2 separate regions of the Mus musculus genome follow, and region 2 is linked to region 1. Evidence: chromatin contacts called from public HiChIP or PLAC-seq data. All regions are on one chromosome and are shown on one strand. The core of a region is the stretch at or near the end of the contact, and the rest is flanking DNA. Distances in the headings are between cores, read along the strand shown.

Evidence for each region. HiChIP or PLAC-seq counts read pairs in DNA pulled down with a chosen protein or histone mark.
Region 2: an H3K4me3 HiChIP or PLAC-seq map of embryonic forebrain shows a contact between it and region 1, with 6 times the contacts expected there. The contact joins two enhancer-like sites. A contact is called at or near these places in 19 of 484 Hi-C or Micro-C datasets (cerebral cortex, cortical neurons, cranial neural crest and 8 more), 12 of 115 datasets of contacts at active chromatin or transcription factors (craniofacial prominence, differentiating embryonic stem cells, embryonic basal ganglia and 7 more) and 2 of 9 other capture datasets (embryonic stem cells and embryonic tail).

Annotation. Positions count from the first base shown.
Region 1 is chr8:107,812,996-107,817,596 of GRCm38.p6, reverse strand. The region is part of intron 1 of Gm42040 (a long non-coding RNA gene); the gene reads right to left. The region is part of intron 2 of Gm39242 (a long non-coding RNA gene); the gene reads left to right. Among named protein-coding and RNA genes, the nearest start is that of Gm39242, 19 kb to the left of the region's middle. Within about 2 kb of position 1,961, at least 6 of the 459 cell types and tissues checked have an H3K27ac peak or open chromatin away from gene starts, as enhancers often do.
Region 2 is chr8:107,947,730-107,952,330 of GRCm38.p6, reverse strand. No RefSeq gene overlaps it. Among named protein-coding and RNA genes, the nearest start is that of Gm39242, 120 kb to the right of the region's middle. Within about 2 kb of position 2,545, at least 7 of the 459 cell types and tissues checked have an H3K27ac peak or open chromatin away from gene starts, as enhancers often do.

The sequences.
Region 1 (4,601 bases), core at 712-3,211:
ATCTCTCTGTGCTTTAAGTTTTGAAAGGTTGATCATTTATCTTTTCAAAAGAGTTTCCCAACGGCTAACAAGACGGATCAAGTCACTCTGTGTAACCTGATTAAACTTCACATGGGGGAGACTGGGCCAGTCCGAGCCCTCCCCTCACACGGTCATTTTTCTGCCATTTTGCGGCGGCTGCTCCACCTGGCTCGGGCGCAGCTGTCATAAATCGCAGGTGACACAGCTGTGCGATTTAAGATCATCAGCTCCAAAAATATAAGTTCTTTTTTTTTTTAAATTTAAATCACTTCCAGGTCTTCCTCTTCACTGAGAGACAATAGGTCTTTGTACTCACTTTATCTTCCCATGTGGTAACTGCACCTGAGCAGAACTGGGCAGTGTGGGATAAATAAATAGAGGACACTTTGCAAAATCATCTGGACATTAAATACGCATTTTTTTTAAATCGTATTTTGAGCTGCTTTAGGAAAAAAGGAGCTGGAGAAACCAGCTTCTTTGCAAGTTAATGGGCAGGCAGGAAAATTCTCAGAGCCATTTCCAAACTCGCATTCGAATCAGGGAAAACCAGTGTGAGGCACAGATCCCTGTGGCGTCTGTCCTCGGGCACTAGATTCCGCACATTTCCCCTCACGTGAGTGATTGTGTATGTAAGGAGCATTTTACATAGTTCTCTTCTGTGTTTTCTCAGTTTTTAAAAAGAAAATCATGTAAAAAGGGTTGGGGTCTTGTTAGGAATTGCTACATCCAAACTGGAGCTGACTTTGCCCACTGAAGCTGATGGGCTGACATGATCCTTTGTAGTACTGGGTTTTTCCCCCTCCCTCTCAGCATCTGCCCGAATCTCTCTACAAGCTCTTCTCTTGGTCAGCAGAAAGGATCTGTCCTCTTGGAGTCCAGGAAAAGCAAATTGAACTGTGTGAGGACTCTGCTGTAATGCATTTATCTAAGCATCAGTTAGGTGTGTCTGACCACTCTTACTGGGGTGGTTTCTACAGACTACCTGCCTCTATTTAATCCATTCCTCTCCCTGCCAGAGACACACATCAAACAGGAGAGACATATGACCAAAAGAAATACCTATTTTCTCACACTTTCCACATTAAATATCTCCAACCTCTGATAGAAGCCTCTTTAAAGTAGAATTAATTTCTGTATTTAAAAACATAACAGCTTGTGGTGTTTTACTTTGGTTGCACTGGTGGGGCAATCTGTAGGTGCTCACGTTCTTATTATACATGTATTTTAATCTACAACCCAGCCTGATGGGTCTCTTATTTTCCTAACTGCCATTTCCCTCTCCATTTGAGACCTTATTTGTTATCTCTTGCTCAATGCTTATTCAAAAAGAAAAAAAAAATTCCACTCAATCTTTTTTTTAAAAATTGGTCAGCAAGACAATATACAAAAGGACAGGAAACACACACACACCGGAGTCATGCACAATCTATAATTTTCCAATGTAGAACAGGTTTCTTTTTCCCCCCTTCCTCCTATAGCCTCATCCAAAGGAAAAAGGGGAATTATTTACATTCACAGCTTAAAAAATAATTATAATGCTTTTTTTTTCTCCACACTCACCGCTGCTGGGCACAGGGGTTTGTTTTGTGGAGAGAGACTGCCCTCTGCAGGGAAGAAAGGTTTAAAAAAAAAAAAAAACCACATCTTTCAGGCAGTCAACAATACAAGACAGCTGGGTGCTAAAATATAAACAAATAGTTTTCCAAATATGTTTGCTTGTAAGCAATTAAACTGTACTTACTCTCAGAGAGAGAGAGAGAGACTCGTCCACATTCTTCTTTTTTTTTTTTTTTTTACACTGGCTTACTCCAAAACAGCTCTAGTGTGTACAAGACAATAAGAAAGAGGTAACTTCTTAGTGGGTGTCCCGGGCAAGGTGCACGGTGGAATAAAACCGTGGTTCGGACTTCCTTCTTCCCTCAAATCAGGGTGAGCGAAGAAGAAAACAGACAACAAACCCCTAACAGTCATTCCAAAACCTGGAGAAACGTGTACAGCAAGGGCTGGAATTTTTACATCCAATCTCCCTAGATTTTTCTCCTCTAGTCCTGAGCTGGGGCTCAGGTTGGGGGTCCAGTCAGGGGTAGGGGCAAGCTTTAAATGCCTAGAAAACCAGTTTGTTTCAAGGTTTTTAGATCATGAGGTGAACTGATGCCAGCGTCACTTCACGGTATGTTTTTCAAGAGAAATGGATACAAATTGAGAAAAGCCTAATGTAGGTCGTAATAACTTTATGTGTCAGGGTGTGAGTCCGTGATGGGGATAACTGATGACATAATCCTCTCCGGGGTCCCACCCCACCTTAGCTCTGCCTGTCCTGCGCCAAATCCCCCTCGCATTCACGAGAAGGGGAAGGTTGTCTCTGCTTCTTTTGGTTTAGGAAATTTTTTTAAGGTTTTCACACAGTAGATTCTGTAAATAGGAAGGGCGTGAAAAGACGTCCCATTTGGGTGACATCTTCCGCGTCCTGACATCTTTCTAGGTGATTCCTTACACTTCAACAGACCCTTCCAGAAGACTTTGGCTCCCATTGTCGTGCTCCCCGCTGGAGCTTCTGCCGGGCCCACAAGAACTGACCTCCTTCTCCCAGTCTCTAAATGTGACCGGCAGGGGGGCTGATGGCGTGCTCATTTTTTACATCAGTCTTATAAATTGCTTTCCCCATTAATTGTATCCATGGAAACAATACATTTGGCTGGGAAGGGACTCCTGAATAAAATTTAATGGGATTCTCAAAAAAGAGAAAACGTACAAGCTGACAGACGCTCCTGCAGGCCACGCTAGCAATCTGGGTTCTCGGTTGCTACAAGATTCATTTTCTGGTCCTCAAAAACTGTTTCGAGCTGAAACCAAATTCAAGTGAATGAGAAGATAAAATAAACAACAGCAAACCAAACAAACAAAAACCCTGCCTTCTTGCATCCTTAAAAAATTAGGAAGGAAGAAGAGGCAAAAATAACCCAGCCATCCTGAACAGAGTTTAAAAAAAAAAATCCTAACATTTCTCAAGGAAGAATGATGATGAATGGCACTCGGGGGTCCTTTCTACTCAAGTCTGGCTAATATAAATATGGAGAAAACATCAGGTTCCCACAGCAATAGCCAATAGTCAGATGCTGAAGTAAGTATGGGACTACGTCAAGCTCACCACCTCCATACTCTGCACTATCCTCAATAAACATTCTAGGCAGCCACTCTGGTCCTCTGCATCTTCCTTGTAGAAAGGTACTGTAGGGTCATACTGCAAAGCTGCCTACATTGAATTTGGGAAACGTGTGGGTAGACGCCAGTCGTTATAGCATTAGTTACTACTGTGAAAAACCAAGGGTTTGTTTCGTTTTGTTTTGTTTTTAAAGGGGTGCCATCTCTTTACAGTAATAATAATAAAATCCACTCAAACCTCTTGGAGGCTTCTCTTAAAGTTAGATGGATGTGATGTAGATAAAGAAGGATGTGACTTTAAATCTAATAATGATGCATGAATTTCAAATTATCCATGATGGTTTTCCCTGAGCCTCAAATCATTTCTGCCTCTGGGTAAATAGCTTAAATTCTTTAAATATATAAAAATTCACTTTCGACATTTCCTCTATATAAATGATCCTCTCCCTGAAATGAAAGGATGTGCCTGCTGCATCAAGGCTTCACACCCACATTACCTCTAAGAAGCCTTGCGAATGAGAAATTCAGAGGAGAAACTCGGACTGGGTACAGATCAGCCAGAGAGAAGGCAAGAGATGCCTGGAAGCCAAATCCAGAGCCTAGCACAGGCTAAGCATATTCCCTCTCAATCCCTCCCTTCCTCCCTCTGGTCCATCCCTGGCTGCTGGTTCTTGGCTGAATCTCTATCCAGATGCCAGCGAAACTCAGACAAGTGAATCCAGCAAGAACCAGAGAGATGACAGAATCTTGGAGGAGCTCAGACTCAAGAGAGTCTCAAAGCCAGTCTCCCTAACGAGCACCGTGGCCAGGTTCTGTTATCCGGCCTGCCTGGCACATCCCACTTAGCATTGCTTTTGCCGCCCTTTACGGGCTAAAGTTCTTAACAGGAAGCTTGTCTTTCCACAGTAGGAACAATGACTTGACTATAAGCGGACAGATATCACGTCTCTGATATCACGGGTACACTTTTAAATTTACCTAAAACAAAAGGAGCCTTGGAAATAAATGCATGTGCTTTCGAGCTAGTGCTTCTTTGGTTTGCTTGAAGAATTGATCTTCCAGTCTTTGCACGGCCGACATAAACAGAGATGTCCTAGCACATGCAAATACATCACTCAGAAGGGCAGAGCAGGCATTGGTGGGTTTTAAATTCGCAGTACTTTCATATGATAAAGTAGTTGACAAAACAATTGAAGTTAAATTCATGAAAAAAAAAATATTTTTTGAGCAAGGTTTCTCTATGTGGCCCTGGCTATCCTAGAACTAGCTCTGTAGACCAGGCTAGCCTTGAACTCAAGAGATGGGCCTGCCTCTGCCTCCTGAGTACTGGGACTAAAGGTGTGCACCATCTTTGCCAGGCTTCATGGAAGCAGTTTCTTGGTATGGAGAAATCCAATCTGTTTATTACAAAAAGCAAC
Region 2 (4,601 bases), core at 1,296-3,795, 130 kb before region 1:
GTTTAAGAAGAATTAAGCTTTTAAAGTCCCCCACCCCTCCTCTAAAAAGCTCTTTAATGGCAGTCCTCCAGGTGGCCTCTGGATTTATTGTGAAATTTTACTTTGATGGCTATAAGTCCCCATGGGGACCATTATGTCAATAAGTTCAACGGCAACATTTTATTCCAGGTACAGACAGGACTCAGAAGATAGAGACAGGGTCTGGAAATTCCAGCATCCCATTTGGAGTGGCCCGTACCAACCTCAATAGAAGGGAAGAAAGGAAGAAAAAAAAAGATCGCTTTCTCCATTTTTCCCACTCCCTCTGCCTCCCAAACTGAGTACATAGACCTTTCTGTAAAGTTTCTCAGATACCAAGAGACCCAACAAACTCCTTAGAAAAGTTCAGGACTTTCTTTCCTCTGCTCATTTTCAGAGATTCGAATACGTTAAGGCCAGTGGAGACTGTGAAGTTGAGACAGACAAGGGGAGACAGTTCTCCAGTCTGCTGGGGGGGGGCGGGGGTCTTAGTCATAAACACTGAAGATTTGGGTCTCTCTCTCTAATGCCTGAGATTATTATTTTTAGTCAAGGTTAAGTAAACCACGTAGCCTTCCAGATTAAAGAATATTGCATGGATTTTTGTTTGCTTAAAGGCTGAGGTTTTTCAGCTTGGGGATTTGTTTGGGTTTGGGTTGGTGGCTCTTTTATTATTTATTTATTTATTTATTTATTTATTTATTTATTTTCCCCCCTCTGACGAGAACAATTTCAAAATGATACTGCAGTGATGATCTTTCTGAGCCCACCCCACAAACACCATTCGGGTGTCAGCCTCAGAAGAGGCGACATTAACAAATGAGCCCTACCTGCTTAACAAAGCATACAGACCACTCAGCTTGGAAAGTAAAAAGTTAACCTAAAACAAAAGGAATTTTACACATGGGAGCATGTGTTCCTTATATAGCCAAAGTCTCCGAAAAAGAATGTATGTGTCAAACAAAACAAGGGCACAAAAGCCACATGTCTGTATATGTATATCTATCTGTATTTCAAACAAGCATATATGAAGTACATTCAATCTCACGTGCACTCGTGTGTACACACACACACACACACACACACACACACACACACTGCACACATGTTAATAGAGCATTCAGAAAACAAAAACAAAAAAACATCAAAGGTCTGGGTAAAGACTCCCTGAACTAAACACTGGCTACCAATATTAGTGAGAGCCTTTTGTGTGTTCATAAAAATCTATCTGCCAGAAAAGTGTCAGAATCATCTGAGAGCAAAACGAGTGTAGGGGAGAGGGGTAGCCCATGACAAGACGACTCCCCCATTTCCCACGAGGCTATAAAAGAGCAAACACTTGAAATAATTTGCAAATAACCCTAACCCAGCTCCTTCAGGTTTTATTTTAATGAGTAGGATTTAGCAGGAAAGTTGTTCAAATGACAGGACCCTTACTTACAGGGATCGGACAAGGGTAAGGAGAGAGAAAGGGACAGAGAGTCCAAGGGAAGGCTCCCAGTTTGTGACTCAAAACTGGAAGTAAGGTTTCCTCAGAGATTTCAAGGATCCTTTAAAAATTCTTATCGAAATCAAGTCCCCTTCCGACTTTCTTTTTCTTATAATTGAACAAGTGTTTAACTGTATCTCACTGTCACAGCCGTTCCAATACATGAGCCGCACTCCGAGTAACAGCTTTCGTTACACATTTTTGTGCTGAGGACTTTCGGTACACTGTGATAAGAGCCCTCGTAGCTTGGTACTGCCTGCACACAGAAAATAAACCTGGCATTTTCAGATTAGCTTTTTTTTTTCTCCATCTGATGTGCATGATTTTGGCAAGACAAAGAGTTGCTTGTGATACCACACATATTGATCTGAATATAACCCTTTAGTTCATTATTTTTTTTAAATATCATCTCACTATTTGGGACCAGATAAAAATAAAATTTTACGTTGGTTCAGCACAGAAGAACTAAGCAACTGCAGCATAGCTTACACAAATCATTATCCATGAGCCAAATGCTAATGCAATTTTTTTTTACTTCCATGGTATCTTTATGACACCATATCAAATATCCAAATACTCTATGAGGGCAGAGGCCGTGCTATATCACTTGGTCAGAGCTGTTAACGAAAGAAACACAGGGACGCTTGTGGCCCAGACTTTTAATTCACGTGCCTTGTTTCAGACTCAGGGACATTCCGTCGTTCAGCCCCGAGTGACCAGGGGACGCTTCCCACCACAGGTGACTGACTATCCCTGAAATGGCCACCACAGTTTCTTCCTCCCGTTGTCATCCCTTTCAGAAATGTTTCATATTAGGGGGAAAAAAACCACAGAAATTCCAAAGTGCTTTTATCTGAAGGAGAATAAACAGACTCCTGTTCCAAAACAAAGAATAATCGTGTCTCCCCACTAAATGAACCTGAATGTTCGTCTGCACAGTTTTGAATGAAATACCCACGTGCCGTTGTTTCAGACCCTATAAAGGGAACGGCTGTGACCGCTCACCTACTGTCCCCTGTCACAGCTAAGCCTTCCCCTGTGGCACTTGCCTTCACCAGCTAGCTCCAAGTTGCCACCTTGCACAGGTTGCCTCAGACCTTTCCCCTTAAGTGAGTGGACTCAAAATTAGCCACTTGCAGTCCTACCTTGTGCTTTAAATTTTAATAACAAACAGAGACATCTCCTGTCTCTCTTTAGATTCTGTAGACCCTCCCTCTTCTCTGCAGACTGAAGGCTGCTGCTGAAAAGATTGAAAACCTGGAAGGAGTTTGGGGTGGACTGGCCAAGCCCCCTCCATTTCCCTCAGATGTTTACAATCTAGCACCTTTCTGAAGACAAAGATGGGGGGGGGCTTATTTTTCCCTTAGACTGAAGGGTGAGACAGGGGGGTATTAAAAACTGATCAATGTAATTTTTTTCTCAGAAGTATTTGCACATCTGTGAAATAATGTAATTTCCTCTTTTAAAAAAAACTTTTTATATGACATTCATGATTATAGCCTGATCTGGAGAATTATTCAAATATAAAATTAAATGTTCAGAAACTAGCTGTGCTGTGGATGGCTGGGCTTGCCCCAGCTGTGCATCAAACTTAGGCGATTCTATTAAAAGTCTAAAACTGAGCCTCTCTAGATCACAATGAATCCCCCCCCCCACAAAAAAGGGGAAAATCGCTTTTTAAAAGGAAATATGAGGGTCTACTCGTTTGGGTTACAGTTTCTTTGGGTGAGCCTCCGGGGGCCTAAAGAGACTCCAGCAAACTGTTCAGAACCCATAATAACAACAACAACAAAGGGGAGTGGGGAGGGGGGGCTACGGCAGAAGAACGAAAGCAACCAATACAGCAGGTAGCCTCGTGTGTTATCACAGGGTTCAGAACAATCTGGGACTTAGAGAAAGTTCCGAACCTTCAAAGTTAATTCTTTTGTTCCAGTGAAATTGCTTCAGTTTTAACGTGAGCCATCTGTCATTTCTCCTTGGCTGCTGTGTGCCACACGGCTTTTATGCTGCTTTGACTCCAGACCCCTTTCCCCCCACAACTGCTCCCAACTGCTCCCAGGTCTGAGAGGAATCCACCCTCCTGAGGCACAGTCCAAAAAAAAAAAAAAAAGCAAACTTTCCCTGAACCTACAATCCTAAGATTTTTCTTTTCATTTCCATGATCTAGCATGGTCCCCTCCAAATCCATCTGCCTTTCAGAGATGATTCTAGTGCGTTTTTCAGCACCTCCAACCTCATCCGTGTCTTGCACCATCGACTCCAGGTAATGTATCACCGATACAGAAAATAATGGAGACCCCAGAAAATAAAAGACTATTACATCCCTTTGAAGTTAAAGACCTAGCCCCACACTCCAAAGTCTGCTACCCTCCACATCTGGTTCTTTTAATAAAATGAATTTCTAAAATATTTACTGGTTTAAAAATAAGCCAGGACCTTTTATGGGTTAATACTATCCAATTTTAAGTGGAAAGAAAAACATAATTCTCAATAATTTTATGGCAGGAATTAATAGTCAGATAATCTCAGGAAGGAGAAAGGGGGTGGGGTGGGGGGTATGTGGTTACTATTCTGAAAACCAGGGAACAAGGGAAGGCAGAGGGTGTTGTTTATGCTGCCTAAGACAGACAGACTTTAATAACACTTAACAGAACGATACACATAATGATCTCAGAAAGCACTTCTTCTGCCTCATCCATCATGCCGAGGAGAAAATGAAGCCTTCGACAGCATTCGAAATTATTCTGGATCTTGTCAGTAATTCCCCGCGTCTCTCCACTATCACAACACAAATGTGCGTGTGTGTGAGACACTGACCATTAATCTAGACAAGGTTTCAGGTGTGTGTGAGAGAGAGACAGAGAGAGATGGGGGGGGGGGGTGAAGAGAGGAGACTTGTGACAGCATGCTAAGAATTATTACCTTTTCCACGGAGGAATGGTACCTACCCATGAAGCCGTACTAAATAAACCAAAGGAAACTAGAAAACTACATGGGTAAAGACATGGGACCTTAAGAGATCAAATGTTTTCTGTCGAGATGAAAGAGAGGAAAGCAACGTCCCCGCTAGCTAGAGCCATGACCAACTCTAAAC